3 separate regions of the Mus musculus genome follow, and regions 2 and 3 are each linked to region 1. A link is a contact called in public promoter capture Hi-C data. All regions are on one chromosome and are shown on one strand. Each heading gives the region's core, a stretch centred on a gene start, on an enhancer-like site or on the middle of the called end of the contact. The rest is flanking DNA. Distances are from core to core; before and after follow the strand shown.

Region 1 (3,443 bases), core at 639-3,138:
TCTAATCTAAAACCTTGGTTCTAAACCAAAAGTTTTTATTACTAATGTAGATTAATAAAACTGCAAAAGGCTAGTACCTTTACTACACGATTCCTTCCTAAAATAAATGACTTAAGTGAGCGATGGCTATTTTAGCACTTTCAATGACAAATGGCTCTTGCTCTTACCCCCATGCCAACTTGTCCCATGCCAATATCACTGCTTAGAAAGTTTTGTCTTATGAAACAAAAATCTTTCCCCTTGCAGTTATTTTATTCTATCCACTGCACCTAATTCTACAATCTAGAGAAAGTGAATGAACTCCAAGCCCATCCAATATTTGAAGACCCCAAGAGAAAAAAAAATAAAAAGCTACATACTTCCAACTTAAAGAACATGATTTTAAGTCTCCCTGGCGGTCATGAGCCTCTGGTATTCTTGCCAAAACTGTCTAAAAACTAACAGGCAAAGTGCTTCCTTTGCCAATGTTTGGGTTGCCAAGTAATTACCCTATAAATGATCCCCTTTGCCCATTTTCTCCTTTACTGTATAAAAACTATTTATTTAAACTAGTGGTTCTGACACTCAGCCTAAATCATGGCCTCAAGGGCATGGGACTAACGTCCTGAAAAACTACAAGACTTTCTCATCTGGCCTGAAACTCGTCCTCCAAAAGAACTTAAGTACAGAACGTTAGCTAAGAGTTTTGCCTCACGGCCTAATAAAGTGGATCCATTCAAAAGAAGGCAGTAGCAACCAAAGACTATTCTCTGTTCCTTGCCAGAAACCAAAAAAGGACGTGTTCTCAAAAGCTAACCAAAGCGGATGGAAGAAGTGGCTGATTTCTTTCTTGCCTGGTTGGAATAATTATGTAGAAAACACAAACACACACACACACAAACACACACACCCCGAGAAAACCCTAATCTGGCTAGTAATGCTGGTCTCCAGGAGCAGCAAATCGTGAACTCTAAAAGTGCTTTCATAGAAATAAGTGTCCTCAGATGACCACTAGCCCCTAGAAAGTCTGATAAGCTAGATGCAGTGGGGAAGCAGGGAGAGGTAGTCTCTTGGGAGAGCAGCTGAGGAAAGTAGTGACTAGGTGCTCTGGCTACCACCTCTGGGACAAGAGGAACAGTGATCTCTAGAAGAAGGCAGCGGGTAGGGATGGCAATAGGAGTGAGAATGGGGGTGGAGGCTCCGGCATTGAGAAACGGTAACTGTCTCCTGGAAGTGAGTGGTCTACCGAGAACGGACAGATGAAGGGAAGGCCCCTGAAGAGTATTCCCGGATTGAGGGTGGATGAAGCCAGTGAGCGTCCCCTTCTCTGTGCCCGGCTGGCTGAGGCCGGGTAGCAGCATTCGGGCCCTCCCGGCAGAGACCTCCTCAGCCCCGAGCGACTTCAGGGCGGGCAGTGGCCGGCCTGGCAGCGGCCGCGCTCAGGTAAGAACTCCTATTCCCAGCGGCGCGCCTCACGCTCTCATCCGAGGTCCGGGCGCGGCTCGTACGTCCCTTTCGTCCCCAACCTGAAGGCCCCCAGAAGCCAGTCCAGGCACCACTGGCGGCCACGTCGGCTCCCCGGCTTCCCACGGCCGCGCACGCCTAGCTGCCGCTCGCGGGCCCGGCCTGGAGCCTACCCTCGCCGCCAGGTTCGCCCTCCGCGTTCTCCCACACGTCTCCCCTCGGCGCGCGCCCTCGCCTCAGGCTCCACTCACAGAACTCAGCGACGAACAAGGTCACCACATAGTTCTCCTCACACCAGTCCAATGTGGAGGTCGTGGGGCCCCAATAGCCTTTGCGGTCCACAGCCGGAGCCATCGCGCTGACGCCCCACACACCCTGCTCAGCCGCTCTCGGGCCGGCTCAGGCAAAGCGCGCTCTCCGGCTTCCTCCTCCCTTACCCAAAGGGCAGGGGCGGGGCTAGAGCCGTCACTGAACCTGCCCAGAGGCAGGCCCCGCCCACCGAGCCTCTGGCCCGTCCCGCTCCCTGCCCAGTCCCACCCACCGCTCCCGGGGCAGGCGCAAATGACCCATCCTGATCGTGCGGGGCTGATCTGTAGCTCTTGGACCCTGGGTGGGAATCCGGAGAAGTGGGAGAGGTTGTTATCAGCCAGAGGAGTTAGGGAAAGGGGCGGGGGGAACCCGGCCGACCCCGACGTGAGGGTGAAGTAAGTTGGGAGGCTTCCAGGACCCACTTTTCCGTCAGGATGGGACCAAGCCTCTATTAGTGTGAGGGCAGTCTGTTTTAATTGGGGCAAGAATGAGAAGAAACCTTTCTCTGTCAAGATTAAACTTGCACAATGAGACACCTCAGTGTCTAACTCAGACCACGGACCTCCAACGAGGGAGGAGACTAGTAACAACACCCCCAGGCAGCTCCAGAGATACCCAGGAAGTCATTCTGAGTGAAAGGGACAAGTCAGAATGTACAGAACAAAAACCAGGTATTAGGATCCTTTAAAAGTATACACTGAGGGGCTCCGCTGTTAGGACCGTTGACTGGACTTCCAGAGGTCCTGAGTTCAATTTCCAGCAACCATATGGTGTCTCACAACCATCTGTAATAAGAACCAATGCCCTCTTCTGGTGTGTCTGAAGGCAGCTACAGTGTACCCACATACAACAAATAAATAAATAAATAAATAAATAAGCAAACAAACAAACAAATCTTTTCTTAAAAAAAAAAAAAAACGTGTACACTGAGTAAAGTACTAAAAAGTCTGTGGCTTCCCTTTAGGCCATGCACAGCATTTTCTGCCTCTTTAGTGAGCTTTTCTCCCTTGTCACCTCCACACTGGGCTATTAAAGTCCGTGAGATGGCTCAACGGGTTTGGCTAAAGGCACTTACCATGCAAGCCTGGCAGGCTGAACCTGATCTCAAGAACCCATGTAAAATACAAGGAGAGAACCGACTTCATAAAGTTGCCCCCAGACCTCCGTACAGGCAACATAGCACACGTGTCTACACACACACACACACTGGGGGGGGGGCATAATAATAATAATAATAATAATAATAAGAAGAAGAAGAAGAAGAAGAAGAAGAAGAAGAAGTAAAAACTTAAAAAATAATGGATACATCCTGCTGCCTTTTGTGTTCAGCTCCATCAAACTTTCCCCCTGCTATGAAGATGCCGACTCTCCCACTTTTGTTTAAAATTTTGCTCCTTGAAGACCTCCCTGGCTTTCACACCTGAGAGCCTTTTGTCCTTCCTTCGTATCCCACACTCATGACACCATGAATAGAGACACTTCCCATACTTTGTGAGCCAGCCTGCAAGATTCTGCCTGGCCACACTGTGCAGAACAGGGATATACAATTGTTATTTTCTAAATGAGTCTGGTGAGCTGCAACCAAAGGGGAGGGGGCCAGAGATGTGCATCATTATTCACAATTGGATGTCATTCAAATAGGTTTAGCAGAGGTGAACCATTGAAAGTCAAGGTACATCTGTATTTGCTTT
Region 2 (3,443 bases), core at 470-2,969, 910 kb before region 1:
ATTTTTACTTGAAAATGTTTTACTTAAAATATTTGGCTTAAAAGAGTCCTCTCAATGGGAGAAGACACCCTTGGTCCCCTAAAGGCTAGATGCCCCAGTGTAGGGGAATTAAAGGGCAGGGAGGTAGGAGTGGGTGGGTGGGTGGGTGGGGGCATACCCTCATAGAAGCAGGAGGAGGGGGGATAGGATAGGGAGCTTGGGGGGCAGATCGGGAAAGAAGATAACATTTGAAATGTAAATAAATAAAATATCCAATAGAAAAAGAAAAGTAAAGAAAAGAAAAGTAAAGTAAAGAGTCCTCTTGGTGGAGTGGAGGTAACTAGAGTGGTATAGGACTATATTCCCAGCACTGGGAGTGGGGGTGGGGTGGGGTGCAGGACACTTACCATTAGTTTGAAGCTATCTTGGACTAAGTAGCAAATTTCAGGTCAGTTAGTGCTACACAGAGATATGGAAAGACCCCACCCCAGCCTTTGTTAGGCAGAAGGTAGAGGTGAGCAGTGGAGGTGTGGAGTCTCACTCTCACGGCGGGGCACTAAAGGAGACTCTGGCCCTGGTTCTTATAAATTCCCTTCCTCCTTCCAAGAAAGGATAATTAGCTAGTGGGCTCTGATAATTACCTGATGAAAAACCTTGAGCAAATCTCAAAAAGAAATAAATAACTTCCAGTTCAGACCAGTGTTGGACAAAGATACAGGGAAAAGAAAACCATTTCAACTTGCTAATTACATGGTAAAGTTAGGTAGATTCCCAGACCGTATAAATAGTCTCCCTTTCTCTTACTCAACCCCGGTCTGCGCAAGCTGATGCAACTGTATTGCTTTTATGTATTGTCTGTCTGTTTCATCTATTTTAGGCAGGGACTTGTGTACCCAAGAATGACATACTGCTTGCCAACTGCTAGGATTACAGGCACCACTACGATTTTAAGAGAGATTTGCTCACATGCTCCATTGCTTTTATCTGTGTGTCTCACTGGATTTTCCTCAAAGAGTACAAGTATTGAGGAATATCCCCGCACTCGACTCTTAGCTGGTATTTAGTACTCCTGTCTTAGAAGCATATACATTTTCAGTATCAGGAAGGGCTTTCCAAAGGGAGATGTTCAAGTACGGAAAGTCCTTTATTTTAGGTGAGCGGAAAGAGACTAGGCAATCGCTTGATAGAACTTTAGGAATTCCTTCTTTCACTCCTTAATCCGTTGGGGAACACTTCTCTCAGCCACGTACATAGACCTGAAGGCCTAGGGGGAACCATTTTAGCAGACTATCGCCAGAACTGAATCTCAAGGTTAGGGTAAATGATTCGCTCCTGACCTCCGAATACCCTGGTGCTGACCTTACCTTCATTTTAGGCTTTGGGGGTGGGGGAAGTAACTGCAAACGAACTGCTGGAACCCCAGAAAGCTTGCTTTTATAGGCTTTAGATAAATGAACTAGCCATTATGACCACTTGTAGATGTTGATTTTTGGATGCTAAGATAATGTTTTCTGAAGAGCCATAGGCCTGGGGGCAAGTAAGTGAGAGACAATTTCGATTGTGGTAACTGGACTACATACATACATACATACATACATACATACATACATACCAATGTTTCCTAGCCTTTGCCCACTGTGGGTTATTTATTATAACCCCCCCCCACACACACACACACACACACACACACACTACAATGTCAGCGCAAGCCTTCACGCGTTGTGGGCCACTTAGAAGCCCGGAACCTCGCGTGCAGAGGTTGCTAAGGCTGAGCGCACAGGGAAGCTTTTGGGTGCTGCACCGCCGTACGCAATGCCCTTCAGCCTAGAGCGCGGAGGAGGACGGTAGCTCGGTCACGGCGTTTGGAGTCGTTGTTTTTCCTATAGTTGGAGTCGAGGTCAAACCTCTCGTGGAACCTGCCTCAAGATGATGAACGGCCGGCCGGGCCATGAGCCCTTAAAATTCTTGCCGGACGAGGCCCGGAGCCTGCCCCCGCCCAAGCTGAACGACCCGCGGCTTGTCTACATGGGCTTGTTGGGCTACTGCACGGGCCTGATGGACAACATGCTGCGGATGCGACCGGTGATGAGAGCAGGTGAGGGCTGCGGGCGATCCCGCTCGGACGAGGAGCTGCAGGGTTGCCCGCTGAGGTCATCTGTGCTCTACGAGGCCTTCCTGCCTAGCTGGGGGCGCCTGGCTCTCCCAGGGCGTGCATCCCCTCTCGGGTTCTCAGCGCCAAGAGTAGCCACATTGAAGAAAACCAAGTGCAGTGCAATGGGGACTTCTAAACCCCACGGTTAAGTCTGCGAAGGACTCAAGAAGGGCTCCTCACAGTTCGCGTTGTACTTCGTGCTAAACGGTTGCCCAGCCCATTTCTCTCAGACGTGAGAAAGTATTGTACTGACGAGAGCACGAGACCCAAGCAGAGTTAAAGCACCTTGCCCACGGTCTAGTTAAAGAGAGGAGCTTGTGTTGTGTTGGTGTGTGCTTAGAACCAGAGCTTCTCAGAGTTGGAGTGCATAGAAATAATATACAGTTAAAATATTGGTTTGATTCATAAGGTCTGGGGAGAGGACTAATGTGGACAAAACTCCAGACGCTACTACTGCCCTTATTCTGGAATAGGAGACTGTCAATAAACTAGCAAGCTGTATATTCTAGTTTGTCACTGGCTTCTGGTCACGATTGAGAATAGCTTAGCTTACACAATGTAGCTGTGCTAAGAACTGTAGAATTCCAAAGATACATGTAGAAGCAAACTAACTGTCTTTGTTATAGTTATTCTTTATATGGGGGGGGGGGTAGAGGGGAGATAACAACCTGAATTAGTTCTCTCTCCAATACCGTGTCAGCCCTGGGGATTGAACTCCCCAAGTCAGACTTGGTGGCAAATGTCTTTATCATGTCACTAGATGTGAACTTAACTTTGAATATCAAGCAAGAGTTAAAAGAACTTCGTATGTCTGGGGGTGGGGGTGGGGTGTGCAAGGCGTTCTGAAAGTGGGTGAATTTGATTACTTAGCTGCAAGATTACAGTGATAAGGCTGCAGAGGCTATCAGACGAGGGCAGTTTATTCTCTGGGTGGGGAAGACATGAAAACTTTTGAGAACTGAGGAAGTTCAGTGGTGAGGGTCAGTTTTGTCAGCAATCTAAACCATCAGTTGGCGCCAAGGACCACAGCACAAGAATGCTAATGAAATGGTTCCAGCCACTAGGACTCATCCCAGCTAATCGTCTGTGTTAGACATGAAGGTCAGCATCCATGACATCCTAGGGTCACTGGTCACTAGTCCTCAAATACTATTGGAAGCCAATATGTCTTGGAAATGCTCGTTCTCTCTCTCTCTGTCTCTCTGTGTGTGTGTGTGTGTGTGTGTGTGTGTGTGTGTGTGTGTACACTCACACACACGTGCACGTGTGTGTCTGATCATGCCTAAGCTTGTCGTTTGGGAACTACATGGTT
Region 3 (3,443 bases), core at 406-2,905, 570 kb before region 1:
GATGGGATTACAGGCGTGTGCCACCACACCCAGCTGAGAATGATTTGTTTTTAAAGAGCATCTTTAAAAACATTTTAAACTTGAGCCGGACTGTGGTGGCAAACGCCTTTAATCCCAGCACTTGAGAGGCAGAGGCAGGTGGATTTCTGAGTTCGAGGCCAGCCTGGTCTACAAAGTGAGTTTCAGGACAGCCAGGGATACACAGAGAAACCCTGTCTCGTAAAAACAAAACAAGAACAGTTTAAACTTGAAACACACCTTTCATGGGAGTCTACTTAAAAGTCCACGTGCAACTCCACATAAGGAATATGACAAGTAATTTGTAGGAAAAAAGTAGGACGTGAATGCAGCTACAGAACTGCTTCTCCTCGCGGTCAACTACTGACCTATCGTGCACTTTAAGCTCGAAGGAACTTTTTGACCGGATCGTTTCTCAGTAAGAGTGTCAGAAGCAATCTATACCACCTTGGCATGAGAGCCGTAACTGATAAGCTGCCTTTCTAACATTAAAACAATCCCTTTGTGGGCTATTTAAGCCTTTGGCAGTAATCTGCCACGATCTTAGTTTCGGCACCGGAGTGTCTGCTTTCTCTGGGTGTTCAAAACAGCAATGAATGAAGATCTGTATGTTGGCTCCAACTGCTAGGCTGCAAGGTGGTTAGAATAATAAGTGGCCCAGGGTAGGGTGCAGGGGGTGCTCAAATGTATCGGTAAAGAACTTAGAACCTCTGGTCATAGAGGCTCCGGACTGCCAAGTGTTTGGTAGGAATAACAAACCTGCATAGGCCAAAAAGGTGATGAGTGCAGCCAGCAGGTGGATGCGAAGCTTGGTTCGGACCTCCTGGAAGTGCAGTAGAGCGCTGTGGAAAATAAAGGAGCAGATGGCCTCTATGATGATCGCTTTGGACATGTCGGTGTGGATGGGATTCCTGCAAGCTAAGATCCTTTCGTCGTAATGGTACTTGGTCAGACTCAGGCTCCACAGGGCGCTTATGCAGTACCTGCTGCACAGGGCGCTAACCAGCTGAGCCAACAACCTCACGGCACCCATTTCGGGGGACATACCCCCCAGAATCATCTGCATCATCACGCCGCACGGGTTGCTAGCTGTGCCCACCAGGGTCAGGCCATGCACCAAGGAAAAGAAGTAGATCAGTGTCAGAGTCCAGGTGGGGTGCGCAGAGTCCTGCTCGCTCAGCACTTGGAGCTCGTGGGTGCAGCAGCAGAGCTGGAAGGTAGCTAGAAACTCCAGGACGAAGGCGTGGACCACGGGCCTGTGTAGCTGTTGCCGGGCGATCACGCGGGCCAGCCCCACGAACAGCACGAACAGCAGCATTAGCCCCAGCGAGATGCAGGTGTCCTGCACCTCGGGCCGGAGCCCCAGTAGCGCGGACATGGCTCCCTCACCGCTGGGGATGGCTGAGGGCGGCAGGGACAGAGGAGCGTCGGGGGCTGGAGTCCGAAGTCCGCCGCCCCGCCCTCCCACGCCCCTCAGGGGCGGGCCGAGTGGAGAGCCCGGGTTCCGCGCTGGAGGGCTCCTCCCCTCCCCGGCTGCGCTGTGCAGATGTGACCTGAGCCGGGGAGGGGGGGAGGGCGGGGGAAAGGAGGCGGCGAGGGAGCTGTCCCTGGGCACTGGCGGAGGGGACAACGGTCTGTAGAGCCCCACGCGCACCCGCCTTCCGCCGCCTCCCTCAGCACAGGGCCAGGGCCCCGAGACCACTGCGCACGCGCGTGGCGCCCGAGCTCTGGGCTCTCAGCGCCGGACCCCGAGCCTAAGACCGCACCACGCTGGTGCTAGAGCATGTGGCGATCGGAGCGTGGCTTGGGAACTCTGCCTTGATCTTTGCACACTCCGGAAACTGTACTCCACGGAGCCCCAGAGGTCATCTTTGCAGCCACCCCGTTTTTACTAATGGAGAGACTGAGGTTGAGGAGCGAGGAGGTGACCCTCAGGGAAGGAGCTGTGGTCAACTGGGAGTGGGCGTGAGAACCGAGGTTTGACTGGTTTGACAAGGTGTTAGAGCTTTGGTTTTCTTCACCCACACTCGAACTTTTTTCGTAAGTGTGGGGGAAAATATATATATCCATTTATGTGTAAAATTGACGTTAATTATATTCACACTTTATCTAGCTATCGCCACTATTTCCAAACTTTGGATGTTGTGTTTTATTTTTTATCGAATGCATTTGCTTAATTATCTAATTGTCTTATTTATGTTTATATATGTGCATACACACACACACACACACATATATATATATGTATGTATATACATACATACATACATACATACATACATACATACGGGGGTCGCTGTGCCCAATCTCATGTGTTCCACAAGGTGGGTCCCAGGGATCAAACTCAAGTCCTCAATTGGGCACCTTTACCTGCTGGAAGCACCTTGCCTGCAGGTGGTGGTTTAGGCATGAAGTCCTCAAAGTTTATAATGTTTATGTTATCTTCATCATGAGATATTAAAATACTAAGAAAACATTGTTTGCTTGTTCTCATTGGCATCCAGTGTGGGAAGGAAACCCTTGGATTGGTTGGCTTCCCAGAATCCTGGGACAACCTGAGGCAGGATGGAAAGAAGGGAGTTTGAGGGGCCATGGAAAGGAAGCTAGCCTGGAGCTGAAGTCTTGCACCAGCTGAGAGTCAAGTATTCCAGCACAGTTAACATCTATTGTGAAGTTTGCCTTATAGATATCCCAAATAAGAATATTAAAATAGGTGCTGGTGAGATGGCTCAGCGGTTAAGAACACTGACTGCTTTTCCGGAGGTCGTGAGTTCAAATCCCAGCAACCACATGGTGGCTCACAACCATCCTTAATGAAAAACAAATAAAAAACCTATGGTCCAGTGCGAGCGGGGCCGGAGCAAAAGGGAAGGGGGGAAAAAGGGAATATTAAAATAGTTCTGGAAGTCACTTTCTGAGGCGACCTTCCTCCTAGATGGTCTTTGTGACTTCCAACCATGGCATACCAGGGCCAGGGCCACAGAAGGTGTGGAGGGTGATGGTGCAGTCCGCCAACCTCAAGTTCAGATACTTGCCAGGCAGATTCCGGTGTGGCTGTGTGAGCAAGTGAATATTGGGAAAGAGGGATAGATGGCTGCATTATTGGCATTGAGGAGTACTTGAACCTCGTATTAGATGATGCAGACAAGATTCACCGTAAAACAAGAAAACAGCCGGGCTGGATCATGCTGAAAGATTTCTGAGTTTGAGGCCAGCCTGGTCTACAGAGTGACCTTCAGGACAGCCAGGGCTACACCGAGAAACCCTGTCTTGGGAAAAAAAAAAAAAAAAGTCTTCTAATGGGAACACAGTCTGAAACATTTATTTATGTTGTTTCGGTAGCCCTTATGCTATTATTATATAACAATAAGTGCTGTAAGGTTGTTTTGTCTCACACACACACACACACACACACACACAGAGAG

Evidence for each region. Promoter capture Hi-C pulls out the DNA fragments that hold promoters and counts their contacts.
Region 2: a promoter capture Hi-C map of pre-B cells shows a contact between it and region 1, with 2.1 times the contacts expected there. The contact joins the promoter of Ndufc2 here to the promoter of Acer3 in region 1. A contact is called at or near these places in 3 of 39 promoter capture datasets (the C10 cell line, the HPC-7 cell line and pre-B cells) and 1 of 115 datasets of contacts at active chromatin or transcription factors (pancreatic cancer cells).
Region 3: a contact with region 1 is called in a promoter capture Hi-C map of pre-B cells, with 3 times the contacts expected there. The contact joins the promoter of Aqp11 here to the promoter of Acer3 in region 1. A contact is called at or near these places in 11 of 39 promoter capture datasets (the 3T3-L1 cell line, 3T3-L1-derived adipocytes, the C10 cell line and 7 more), 1 of 484 Hi-C or Micro-C datasets (the G1E-ER4 cell line), 4 of 115 datasets of contacts at active chromatin or transcription factors (astrocytes, bone marrow-derived macrophages, pancreatic cancer cells and 1 more) and 2 of 9 other capture datasets (embryonic stem cells and liver).

The regions. Positions count from the first base shown.
Region 1 is chr7:98,307,654-98,311,096 of GRCm38.p6, forward strand. It overlaps Acer3 (alkaline ceramidase 3), which reads right to left and starts at 1,889. Exons shown (of 11, transcript NM_025408.3): 1 at 1,695-1,889. The coding sequence starts at 1,797.
Region 2 is chr7:97,398,284-97,401,726 of GRCm38.p6, forward strand. It overlaps Ndufc2 (NADH:ubiquinone oxidoreductase subunit C2), which reads left to right and starts at 1,720. Exons shown (of 3, transcript NM_024220.2): 1 at 1,720-2,074. The coding sequence starts at 1,906.
Region 3 is chr7:97,736,592-97,740,034 of GRCm38.p6, forward strand. It overlaps Aqp11 (aquaporin 11), which reads right to left and starts at 1,656. Exons shown (of 3, transcript NM_175105.3): 1 at 778-1,656. The coding sequence starts at 1,396.